Regions from separate parts of the Mus musculus genome. Here region 2 is linked to region 1. The links are chromatin contacts, called in public Hi-C maps. All regions are on one chromosome and are shown on one strand. Each heading gives the region's core, a stretch centred on a gene start, on an enhancer-like site or on the middle of the called end of the contact. The rest is flanking DNA. Distances are from core to core; before and after follow the strand shown. Region 1 overlaps Anks1b (ankyrin repeat and sterile alpha motif domain containing 1B). Region 2 overlaps Anks1b (ankyrin repeat and sterile alpha motif domain containing 1B).

Evidence for each region. A called contact is a pair of places that touch in the nucleus more often than the background predicts.
Region 2: a contact with region 1 is called in a Hi-C map of cerebral cortex, with 5 times the contacts expected there. The contact joins two enhancer-like sites. A contact is called at or near these places in 2 of 484 Hi-C or Micro-C datasets (B cells and cerebral cortex) and 3 of 115 datasets of contacts at active chromatin or transcription factors (the NIH/3T3 cell line, embryonic basal ganglia and stem cell-derived neural progenitor cells).

What each region holds. Positions count from the first base shown.
Region 1 is chr10:90,750,675-90,756,499 of GRCm38.p6, forward strand. The region is part of intron 17 of Anks1b (ankyrin repeat and sterile alpha motif domain containing 1B); the gene reads left to right. It also overlaps the pseudogene Gm18670. Among named protein-coding and RNA genes, the nearest start is that of Apaf1, 330 kb to the right of the region's middle. Within about 2 kb of position 2,712, at least 21 of the 459 cell types and tissues checked have an H3K27ac peak or open chromatin away from gene starts, as enhancers often do. A contact at or near this core is called in cerebral cortex, where this site is marked.
Region 2 is chr10:90,962,822-90,968,646 of GRCm38.p6, forward strand. Anks1b (ankyrin repeat and sterile alpha motif domain containing 1B) reads left to right here. Exons shown (of 27, transcript NM_001359241.1): 26 at 3,404-3,571. Among named protein-coding and RNA genes, the nearest start is that of Apaf1, 120 kb to the right of the region's middle. Within about 2 kb of position 3,275, at least 48 of the 459 cell types and tissues checked have an H3K27ac peak or open chromatin away from gene starts, as enhancers often do. A contact at or near this core is called in cerebral cortex, where this site is marked.

The sequences.
Region 1 (5,825 bases), core at 1,462-3,961:
GTCCCATAGTCATGACTGCTGTTCCACCATAGCTGTTCTCAACGGTAAAATCTCAAGACCCTTAATACTTGGGGGGAGGGCTATAAATAAGGGTCCAATGCAGGCTATTCGCACACAGTGTAAGCTTGACCAGAGTCTCACAGTGATGGCTCTGCTTTCCTAGCGGTTTACCACCTTGGTGTTCTAATATTGCTTTAACCACCTCTTGGTGTCTCAGCCAAGAGTGCCTGTCTTGGTTTTGCCTGGAAATCCACTGCAGGAACTTGCTGTTGCTGAGAACACCGTGGGTACAAGTGATGCTCTTGGCTCAGTGAGGCCGTCCTTCAACATTTGAACTGGACTTCAACCTCTGGCACGTGCTACTCAGTAGTTCTTCTCAGGTGTAAGCAATCCCCATAAATGTGAAGGAAAAGAATATATGCATACATATATATACATAGACACAATCACATAAATAATCATGGAAAAAACATTGACAGTAAAATCCACACATAGGAGCATGTCACACATGAGGTTTCAAGGACTAGAGAAGGGACAAGGGGCCCTCCTTGTTATTGGTGGTGGTGGTGGTGGTGGTGGTGGTGGTGGTGGTGTTTTACATACATGCTTTTGATGCTGCTTTAACAATATTTTCTCCATGTCAAGCATTTTTGTACTGATTATCTCATCTAGTCATGGGAAGATAAAAGTTATTGTGAGCCTGAGCTTCAGAGCCAGGAACTTTGGCTTTAATTCAGGCTCTGCCATCAATATCCTCATCACCATCATCCTCGGTAGCTAATACAGAGCTGAGGTTTAGAGACACTTTTAAGTCTTAGCCAGTTTCATCCAGACAGATAGTGGCAGAGGTGGGGTTTCAGACCTAATCTTCCTTACCGAAGCCCCAGTTTTTCAGGGCTTTCTTAAAGAACCCTCGATGATGGGCATTTGTTCAAAAGGCACCATTCTTAATAACCAGCCTTTCAAGGTAGAAAGGGTAGAATAAAGGACTGTGAGCTGCAATTAGAAGGGACTCTGTTACCAGTCATTCCATGATATGCTGAGCACAACCTATCCAGGAACCAATCAAGCATTAGAGCATAAGATATCAAAATGGGGAGCATCTTTCATCTACATAGTGTATGTCATGTGACCCAGTTTTCTTCCTCTCTCTCTCTCTCTCTCTCTTTCTCTCTTCCTTTCTTTTTCAAGGCAATTAAAGAAAAATTAAGTTGCCTACAATGAAAGGGGTGGACACTATTTGTTTATAATTTTGTCTAAGATTATACCAAAATTATTAGGCTCATTCATTTTCATTCATTTGGGCAGATATTATTCATATTCCTATTAAACAGATATTGATTGAGGGTCTGCTGTGTACCAGGTGCCAGAGAAACCAGAGCAGCCTGTCATTGGCAAGACTCACAGCGCTTCTGTGCTGTGTAAATAAAAGAGGCAGAGAGGCGCTCGGCAGTATTCTGGAGTGAGCAGGGGTGTCACAGAGGAATATAAGATCCAGAGTAGAATGCGTGAAAATATTACCAACAACAAAATGAACGACATCATTAGAGAACAATCTAGTGAAGAACAAAGAAAATGATGGAGCTTACCTGGGGGAGTAAATATATCTCACCAAGATGTGTTCCTAGCGTGGAAAGCAAAAGTCTACAGTGGAACAGAGGGCCATAATTGAACATAGCGGCCACTGGACAGGAAAGAATAACAAGTAGTCCCTGAGGACTCTCAGAGGCTAGAAAAAGAGAAAATGTAAAGACCAAATGATCCCAGCAGCAGCTTCAAATTGCTAGTTATGTGTCTGCGAGTGACTCCCTGCTTCTCATTTTCCTTCTCAGCATCTCATCTTTGTAAACCCAGAGAATCTAGCTCTGTGGTTAGACTGAGGCTGGGTCACCGAGCACCTCGCTTTAATAAGAGGTACACTGAGTGTGTGGAGATCTCATTTCCCCCTGAGCCTGTTGATGTCTGCTCAAGTATTGGCAGTGGATCTCAGCACACAATAATTCACAGAAATGCATTTCACAGCCTTGAGTCGGGTAGAATCTGTGGCTAACTTACAACCCAGAGGCTTTACCCGAACACTGTCTGTTAAGTGCAATTTGTGTTTAAAATAATAATCTCATATGGTATTTGTTTTCTGAAATGAAGGTAGGCAGAAAGTGAGAGAGAGAGAGAGAGAGAAAGAGAGAGAGGGAGAGGGAGAGAGAGAGAGAAGGAGAGAGAGAGAGAGAGTTCTGTTTCACAAAATTAACTATCTTAGACTTTGTAGACAATCTTTATTTAGTTGTATATATATAAATCACATACATGTAGGAATTTATTTGGTTTGATGATTAGCTTATAAGGACAATATTTGTACAGAGTCTGTGTGTATGAGGGGATTGATTGAAGATAGGTTTAAAAAATGCCCATAAAGTGTTTGGCCCACAAACAGCAATTCACCTTCAACGGGTTTCAGCCTTGTTCATCCTGCCCACTGGCCAGAAGGCGACACAGTAAACCTGTGTAGAGTAACCCAGTGAGCCTCCTCTTCTGCTTGGCTATGGCTCCTGGCCCTCTTCCCAGTCTTACACAGACCACTGTGACATTCCAGTTCATCTGGCTGAAGCCAAAAGACGTCCTCTAACACCATCCTGAGTCGGCAGACTCCAGCTAGTCACAAGCATATCCCTCAGCACCAGCACCAGGAGGAGGCTCCTGTGCCTGCCAGTCTCCTGCCAAGTTTATTCCCTCGCACAGGAGAGTGTGGGTGCTGCCAGAGAATGTTCTGGGGGCTGGATGGTACTGCGAGAAAACCAACGCAACGTTAGAATATGTTCTTATGCCGTTCTCCTTTCATACTGAATACTAACTACTGAGGACCTCCATTCCATTCTATCAGCATATCAGAAACAGGCCCAAAAAAGCCACTGTTTTCTCAAAGGAAAAAGGAAAATGAAATTTTACTTTAAGTCATTTTCTGTTCTTTTTATTTTTAGGGATTTCTCCCTCTCCAGTATGGAAAGCCTTTTTCCCCTCTAATAATAACCTCAGTGCATCTGTCTCTTCTGGTGGTCTCAGTGACTTCCAGGATCACCCCTCTGCAAACAAGTCTCAGTTGGAATGCAGAAGTCTGTTATTTCTTGGCTCTATGATTCCTCCTACAAAGTTTAATGGAGATAACAGTGGAAGGTTAGACTCCCTCTCCTCTGAAGAGATGCTTGTGGGGAGTGAGCGTCATGTGTTTTAGTTTTTTCCTGTAATGCAGAAGGGAATCATAAAGGGCTTTCAGCCTGAATGGGAGTGTCTGATATGACTTATCTCAAATAATGATTCTCCTAGTAAGCACACAGTAGGATCACATGCAACCTGGATTTCACCCTGGTGTGTCCGGGTGGGACCTTGAACCTAAATTTCCCAAGCTGCCAAAGGAATCATGGTCTGAGGAATGCACATGAGAACTGTTGGCCCAGGCAGTGGTTTTCCCTCCCTGGCAATACAGAATCCATTCCCTGCCAGCCCCCAACCCGAGAGACACCTACTTAGTGGGTCTGCGACTACAGCATAGAGAAGGACATTGTAAACTCCTCAGAGAACAAGGAGGGTCCGGGGATGAATGCAGTCACAATACACTATATATTCATATGAAAGCGACTTTATGAAATCCACCACTGCATAAATATATACACACGAATTACAGTACATATTTGGAAAAATAAAACCAAAAATTCTTTCCAGGCAGTCCTCTTGATTGTGTTCTAAACTCCCTGACATCTGTTAGGTCTCCCATTTTTAATGAGTTCCCTTGTCTGTGAAGGCAGCTTAAGCTCACTTCCTCTGACTTCCACTGTGATCTCTCATACTACCCTGAGTACCCACCCTAACCGCAGTTCATAGCCAGCATAACCACTTCTGCCTGCCTGCCCTTCAGGTGACTCCTAATGGTTAAGAGATTAAAACAAACCATCATTCACTGGGATGGTGTGATGTTAATGCAGTCTACACAAATTTCTGGACATTTTGATAAAGGAGCGTATAATTCAGGTGATCAATTTAGGACCTTCATTTCAACACTTGAAAGCACCTCATGGTTTTTTGATGCAACTGATTCGATTATTAGGGAACATCACACCGCTCAATAGTTAATTAGGCTTTTACACAAACCGGATTCTTAACTTCTCCTTGAGGTCTTCTAACGACAAAATAAAAATGAAATGTCTTCAAACAAAAGAAAAGGCCTATTAGTTAAACATCCTTGATCCGAGGATTCTAATGCAACAGCATTGATATTTTAAAAAGTGCATGTTGTCTGGAATTTGGGGAATTTTCCAATATGTTTGAATCTCCAATAGTTTGTGCATGACTCTCAAAAAAAAGAGAGAGAGAGAGAGGGAGAGAGAGAGAGAGGAAAAGGTCAACTATTCTTATTCTCAGCCCTCTGGAGGGAAAGACACTTGGCTGTTCATCTCATATGCATCATCTGAGAAAGCAAACCACGAGGAAGGCAGGCAGTGGTATTCCTATTGTCAGGTGCTCATTACTATGTGGTAAATAAATGCTACCCAGATTTGACTAAAAGCATTGAAGTTGGGGGCATTTCAACTAATGGATTACATTCATCGCCACTTGAACTTATGGCATAAATATAGCTTGCATTTGATTTTTTTTTTTTTGCTCAGTATTAAAACTGATATTTAGAGTAGTGGGAATAATGTCTGTTGTATGTGCATCCCTACAGTTGATTCTTCCAACAGACATAAATCTGGTACATATCAGAAGACTGGAGCTCTGTCAGTAACCATCTTAATCAAGATGATATGCTAGTTAGGATTTGAACATGAGCAGTCATTAGAATGGAAGTCTGCGAAGCCATTACTAATCTCAGTTTTCCCAGCACCTCCTAGGATGCTTTGTGCTCAACAAATCTGTTTTCAATAAAAGAATCAATGAGCCTAACTCTAGAGGCCCTCATATTATACTCTGATAGAATGTGGTTTTGAGCCAGATATGGTGACACATGCCTGTAATTCTAGCACTTGGGAGTTATGGGGGGCGGGGGGAAGATCAGGAGTTCAAGGCCAGCTTTGGTTTTATATAGTAAGTTAGATGCCAACCTGGGATGTTTGAGACTCTATCTCAAAACAACAGCAACAACAACAAGCAACAACAAATGTCCCTGCCCAAATGACTGGCCTAGGGCAGATATCTAAATCAGGGGTAAGGGGCTGTGGGATTACACATCCTCAGCTATCCTCTGCCAGATAGCAGGCAGGATCACCCCACCTTTGACTCATGCATGGGTGAAGTATGGAAGTATGTGCAGAAATCTTCAGCTCAGCCTCCTGACCAGAGATGGGACAGAGGTAGGCAAGGACCTTGCCATCTCCAGTAGTAATTCAAAGTTATCAGTGGGACTCTGGATAGTCCCAGGCTCTGGCATTTAATTTGCCTACTGTACACAGCCAAAAAAAAAAAATTGCTGACACATGCAATAGGAGCTGAGCACCATGAAACACTTACAGCAATGAAACTCTCATTCATCAGATCAATAGGAATCTAATTTAAAGCTTCAGAATCAATACTTTTCAACCTGTCTGCCTGCCATATACCATCCTTACCCGTATTAGCAAGTGTGTGGCTTTTGTTGTAAAGAATAACCATGGGAGTTATTAAACTATTATAATTGGAAGGCACTTATAATCATACATAAGAAGGCTTCACAATCAACACGAGTCCCCTTGGTTGATGTGATTTTAATTTACAAAATGTCTCATTGAGACATCTAAATGCTGTGGCAAATTAATATATAATCACACTCGCGTAGATGTCACTACATTTTAAGTACTAAC
Region 2 (5,825 bases), core at 2,025-4,524, 210 kb after region 1:
TTCCTTTGCTGTTTGTGGAGTCCATAATTCTGAGGTTCTGCTCTTTGCCCACCATATCTGGGGTCTCTATTTGGGCCAGCTTGGACAGTTGTAGATGCTCAGCTTATGGTCTGCCTAGGCCTTGAGGTTCCTCCATGTACTTCATGCTGGATGGCACTGTAAAGCCTACATCTAAGGGCTAGCCTGGGAAATGTGAGGTGACTGGACTGGACCAGCCTCAGTCCTTAGTAGGCAGCACCACCACCTGGCTCTCTCAGCATCATCTCTAAGCATAGTGGTCTCAGAGTGGTCACACAGTACTGACTCCCGAAGCAAGTGCTACAATAGGGCCAGGCAGAGGCTGTGGGACTCCTCCCATCTGTACAACAGTAAAATTGCCCTCACATTACTCATGGTAATTAGTGTATTAATATAATGAATATACTTAATGTGTAATTAAGTCCTGCTACAATATGGTTTTCTATGTTGGCCTTACAGTGTCCAGCTCTGGGGAGAACAATTCTCCTTGCATTGTGCATAGTGGGGGTGACACAACAGCAGAGGCAGGCAGAATGATCCTGCAGCAAATACACTGGATCATGTGTGCTCGGTCAGGGTGACGGTGTGGCTCCACGGTAGGAGCATCTGCCTGCTTAGGGCCCTGGGTTCCATCCCTGGAGGAAAAGAAGAGAGGAAGGAAGGAAGGGAGGGAGGGAGGGAGGGAGGGAGGGAGGGAGGGAGGGAGGGAGGGAGGGAGGGAGGGAGGAGAGAAGAGAAGAGAGGGAGGGAGGAGAGAAGAGAAGAGAGAGAGGAAGGAGGTAGAAAGCAAGAAGGAAGAGAGGGATGGAGGGAAGATTGATGGAATGCCCTCAGGTCCTCTGTGACAGCACCTGTTCCCTGCTGGGTCCTGGTACCCTGAGACAAACAGTGCAGCCCTCACTGCAGGTCTCAGTGCCCAGGAGCCACTCCCTTCCTCCCATCCAGCATTCGTGTTTAAAACATTAAGGCCACAGAAAAGACAGAAAGGTAACAACATCCAGGTCTTCCCAAATCACAAAAGAAAAGAAAAACACTCTAAGGCATTCTGTTTTTAAAATTAAAAAAAAAAAAAAAAAAAAAAAAAAAAAAAAAAGAACAGAACGATGTGCTAGTGTGCACACCTTTAATCCCAGCACTTGGGAAGCAAAGGCAGGCAGATCTCTGTGAGTTTGAGGTCAGCCTGGTCTACAGACCTAGGTCTAGAACATGGGGGGGGGGGGGCAGGATACACAGAGAAACCCTGTCTCAGAGAAGGGGGAGGGGAAAGAAGAGGGAGAGAGGGAGGAAGGGAGAGTGAGACAGAGGCAAAGACAGAGAGAAGAGAAGAGAGAAGCAAGACACCTGTCATCCCAGCTCTGGGAAGGCTGAGGCAGGATGACTGCCACAAGTTCAAAGCCAGTTGGGGGCTGAGTGGTCTGGTCTCCCTTTCTTCCTTGGGGACTTTTCTAATACCAGTCACTCATTTCAAAAGAGGACAAAACATCTAACTTCGTATCATACAGAAACTTTTAGTTTCCCAAAGTAACCCATAGTAACCATTTGAAAGCCTCAGCCACTCAGAGGAGCAGCTCTGACCTCCACGTGAAGACCCTGTAGTCTCACAAAGCTCTCACACGCAGGAAATTTGTCTGAGGCTAGTGCTGAAGGAATCTGCACCCTAAGCTCACTGCTCCTTCGTGCAGAGGCTGCCTGTTAGCTTCACAACAGACACCAGGGAAGTCAGAAGCCCCGTTGGACTTCTACAGACCCCGCCCCCATCCCCGTCCTGACCCCACCTCCCTCCCACCCTCCCCACCCCACCCCGGCCCCCCTCCTGCCCTGAGGCAAAGCTGCCAATGAATGACGTGTGCACAGTGTAGGCAGAGAGTAGTAGGCAGAGGAAAGGGCTCAGCCCTCTTTGTACAGTGATGGTCAGAGCTGCCTCCCAGTGCTCCCCCACTATCATTTGTTGGTGAGTTGTTAATTTACTCGTCTGACTCAGCTGTGGAAATAAACATGGCTTAGTGTTCACTGCAGGGAAGTGCATGGCCTGGCTGTGCAAGGGACGGGATGACAGAATCGAATGTGTGTCTGAGAGGAGCACAGAGATTGACTGTCCCACCAGCTCTCAAGATCATAGACATTGCCCGGCTTGAGTCTGAGACAAGGACACTTGATAGGACTTTGACATAAAGTCCAGTTGGTCCAGACTTGGTGAGACTCTTCCCCATGGAAGAGTCCACCTCATGTAGTCCATCCTCACTGAGTGCTGAGGGCAACAGAGTCCCTAACATTTCTCAAAGCATGCTGGGAAGGAGTGGGGGGTAATAAGAACAGGAAGACATGGTGTACTTTCAGCAGAAGCAGAGTGCTACCTGCATTTTTGAAAGAAACCATAGAGAGAGACGGTAGGGATGGTCACGGTAGGCTGTTCTTAGCCTGTATAGTAGCACTGAGAGCATCCTCGGGCTGAGACTGTGGCTCAATGTAGAGCATTTGCTAAGCACGCATGAAGCCACAGGTTCAACCCCAGGGTCATTCTGGATAGACCAGTAGGCACCCACCTCTATGATGCTTTCTGGCGTAAGGATGTTGTGGCTCCGATCCCACCTTCCAGTGGGCTAATGTCATGTTGTCCCTGTGGGAGAAGAGAAGGGGAAGCTGCGTGTGGGAGAGAAAGCTGAAGTCAAAAAATAAGTATGTGAAGAAAGGCGGGAACAACCCTGGGAGAACTGCTCTGTGCAGAGGACGTACGTCCCAGGAGAGGTTTGGTATGGTATCCTGCCCTGACAAACTCTCGTCTCTTGGTGATTTGATGATAAAATATAGAGCGTGAACCCTTGGGGAGTGCAAAAAAACCTCAAGAAATAGACGGATAATTAGCTCTATTTGAACAATGTTTGCATGCTCGCTGCTGCAACTGTGAGACGCCACACCAGCATGACTAATGCCTCTACCCCCGGCCTAAATTAGATTCTGATTGTGCTTCGTATATATTCACTGAATCACAGATGTTTGAGGTAAAAAAGACCCAAAGTTCTCAAGAACACCTCCCATGGAGCGTGTGGGATCACTGCTACAAACCCCTTCCCCCCATCCAAGTCTCATGAGCAAAGAAGCCACCCACAAGCGAGCTGCACCTGGAGGAGCACCCGGGGCTGGTGGGCTGCATGAGGGCTCTGCTTATAAGGAATTAATGGGGGAGGAGGTCTGGCAGCCTGGCTCCAAGGATGCTACCTCAGTGACTAGCGTCCAGAGTGCTTTGTTCTAACAGACTTCCCCTGAGTCACTGCCGCTGCCGGTGGGGCAGTTCAAGGTCCACGCTGCTCCTCAGCTATCCACTCACTCTGACCCTTTGTGTGCCTCTAGTAAATGTTCTTCTTGTCTTGTCTGTTTGCTCTTGCAGAATTTAGCCTATGAAATCATCCTGACGCTGGGACAGGCATTTGAGGTCGCTTACCAACTAGCCCTACAAGCAAGAAAAGGGGGCCATTCCTCCACACTCCCAGAAAGCTTTGAGAACAAGCCCTCGAAACCCATCCCAAAGCCCCGAGTTAGCATTCGGAAGTCAGTGGTAAGTACAAGACAGAGACATCTTTAAGCCTGCAACCAGAGGGAAGGGGGATTCAAAGAGGACCTGGTGCAGTGAGGGGGAGGCCTTTAGAATCCAGCCTGCCTTCCCCTGTCCTTTCCTGTGGTCTCCTGCTGGCATGTGACCATCATTCCCGCAGGCTCAAAGAATCCTTTCCCCAGAGCCCAAAGGTAACAGAGAAAACCACGTTTTTCTCTGCCACCTCTAGCAATAGCCTTTTGAGAGCTTGGATGGCTAGCTGCTGCTTCTGGTTTTGACCCAGCTCACCAGAAGGCCTAGGAAAGTGTGGAGGCAGCCTTCTCTGAGGCCTCGCCTACCACTCAATCAGGGGGCAAGCCTCTGCCCTCCAGAGAGATGTGCAGAGGCTCAAGGTGACGGTACCCTGGTACCCTCCTGGCCAAAGCTAGATACCACAGCTTGCCTTTCAGGAGACCACGGCATCCTCAGCCTCGAGATGCCTGAGCCACAGCCTGTGTGCCTTCCCTCTGGACAGCTGAAGCTCTCCACAGCCTAGTAACTGTTAGAAGGTGGTACCCCCCTCCTCCCTGTCATCTGCCTCCCTCCAGGAACTTCCTCCCTTCCCTCCCTCCCACAGGCTCCGCAGACATCCTGTCCCAACAGGCTGGTATGACTTCAAAGCGGCCGCCTCTGGTAGTAGCAACACCCCAAAGCTGGAAGGCTCCCAGCCAGCTCCCCATCTGCTCTCTGTTCCAGCATCCATCCCGCATCCTAGACTCTCTGGGATTGGCACCGGGCAGGCCCCCAGAATGCGTTGCCCCCCCTCATCCCGCAATCTTTCCATCTGCTGCCTTCTCCTCCTCCTCCTCCTCCCATCAGCTCTCAGCCTCCGTCCGTGTCATGAGAAAAATAGACATTTTTAACCTCCAAAGAGAGGTTCCTTCCTCGGGATGATGTGGCTTCTGTGGATCACACCTTTGGGGCCCCTCCCCCTCTCCTGTCTCTGCTCTTGGTCACCTCACCACCCACGGGATGATCCCTCAGCATCCGGCCTCTCCGAGTCCCTGAGAGTCCATTGTGTCCTCCTGCATCCCAGAAGGCCTCCGCTGATTGGTCATTACCAGTGGCTGCTGCACCTCTCAAATCCCATGCTACACTCCTATCCCGGACCCTCCTGCCTCAGCACCTACCCAGCCCATGCCCCCTGCTCTCTATTCCCCAGTCCTTGACACACCCCAGAACCCTAGAAATGTCTGTCCAGTTTGTTTCTAAGCATCTCCACTTTCAAGTTTAGCCACTATAAATCCTTGCTTCTCTACCCCCTTCTGTCCCCAGCCCAGCAAATGACACAACACTTCACCATGCTGCTTGTCACCAAAGTCCCCAAGTCACCTTGATTGCTGTTGTACTTGTACCTCCACATCCAGCCCATGAGCAGAGATCAATCTTTGCTCCCCTCGAACACACCTCCAGTCTGCCCACTCCTCTTCTACTTCCTCCATCACCCCCCTAATCCAAGGCCAGTGCACACCTTCCCAGTGACTCCCTTTTTTCATACAGCAAAAACCATGGCACCCTAAAAATACCCAAACCTAATCTCTGATCACACGTGGTGATGCCTAGGCCTTCCACTCCTCGAGTACACTGCTCAGTCCCACTGGAGACTCTATGTCTCCCATGATTGCTCTCTTCCACCTCCCCTGACCCCCGAATTCTGCACGGCCCCATGGTACCATTCAGGTTTTAGCTGCACGAAGCTTTTCCTAACCAGGGTAGTTGCCTGGTCACCTTGTAGGCCCTCTTCATTCCGCGTAGTGTTGACTGAGCTTTCTGTTGTCTCTCTTCCTGCACAAAAATATCTACTCCATGAAATACACTGGCATGCTGTCACCCCAGGGCCATAGCAGCACTCACTACAAACCTGCGGTCAGAGACACGAGGTGGTGAGGGTGGACTTAACGAATGTGTCTCTGAGTGCGATTATTAAGCTTCTGAGTCCAGGAATGCACAGCATGTTTGTGGGGATTGTTGCTTAGACTACTCTATTCCTTCTCGTGTGGGCTGGATGAGTCTGTTCACAGCACGCACGTCCTTCCAGCTGTACTGCGGTCCACGCAGACTCCTTCCAGAGGAGCACTAAGACTTTGATGCCGTAAGGGCTCATAGAATATTCATCTAGACACCCTCTCTGGGAAACAGGAGAGTACCCAGTCTACCTGGCTCTGGATGCAGGCCCTCACCAGGCTTCAGAATTCCCATCTCCTCAGCTCCAGTGGTT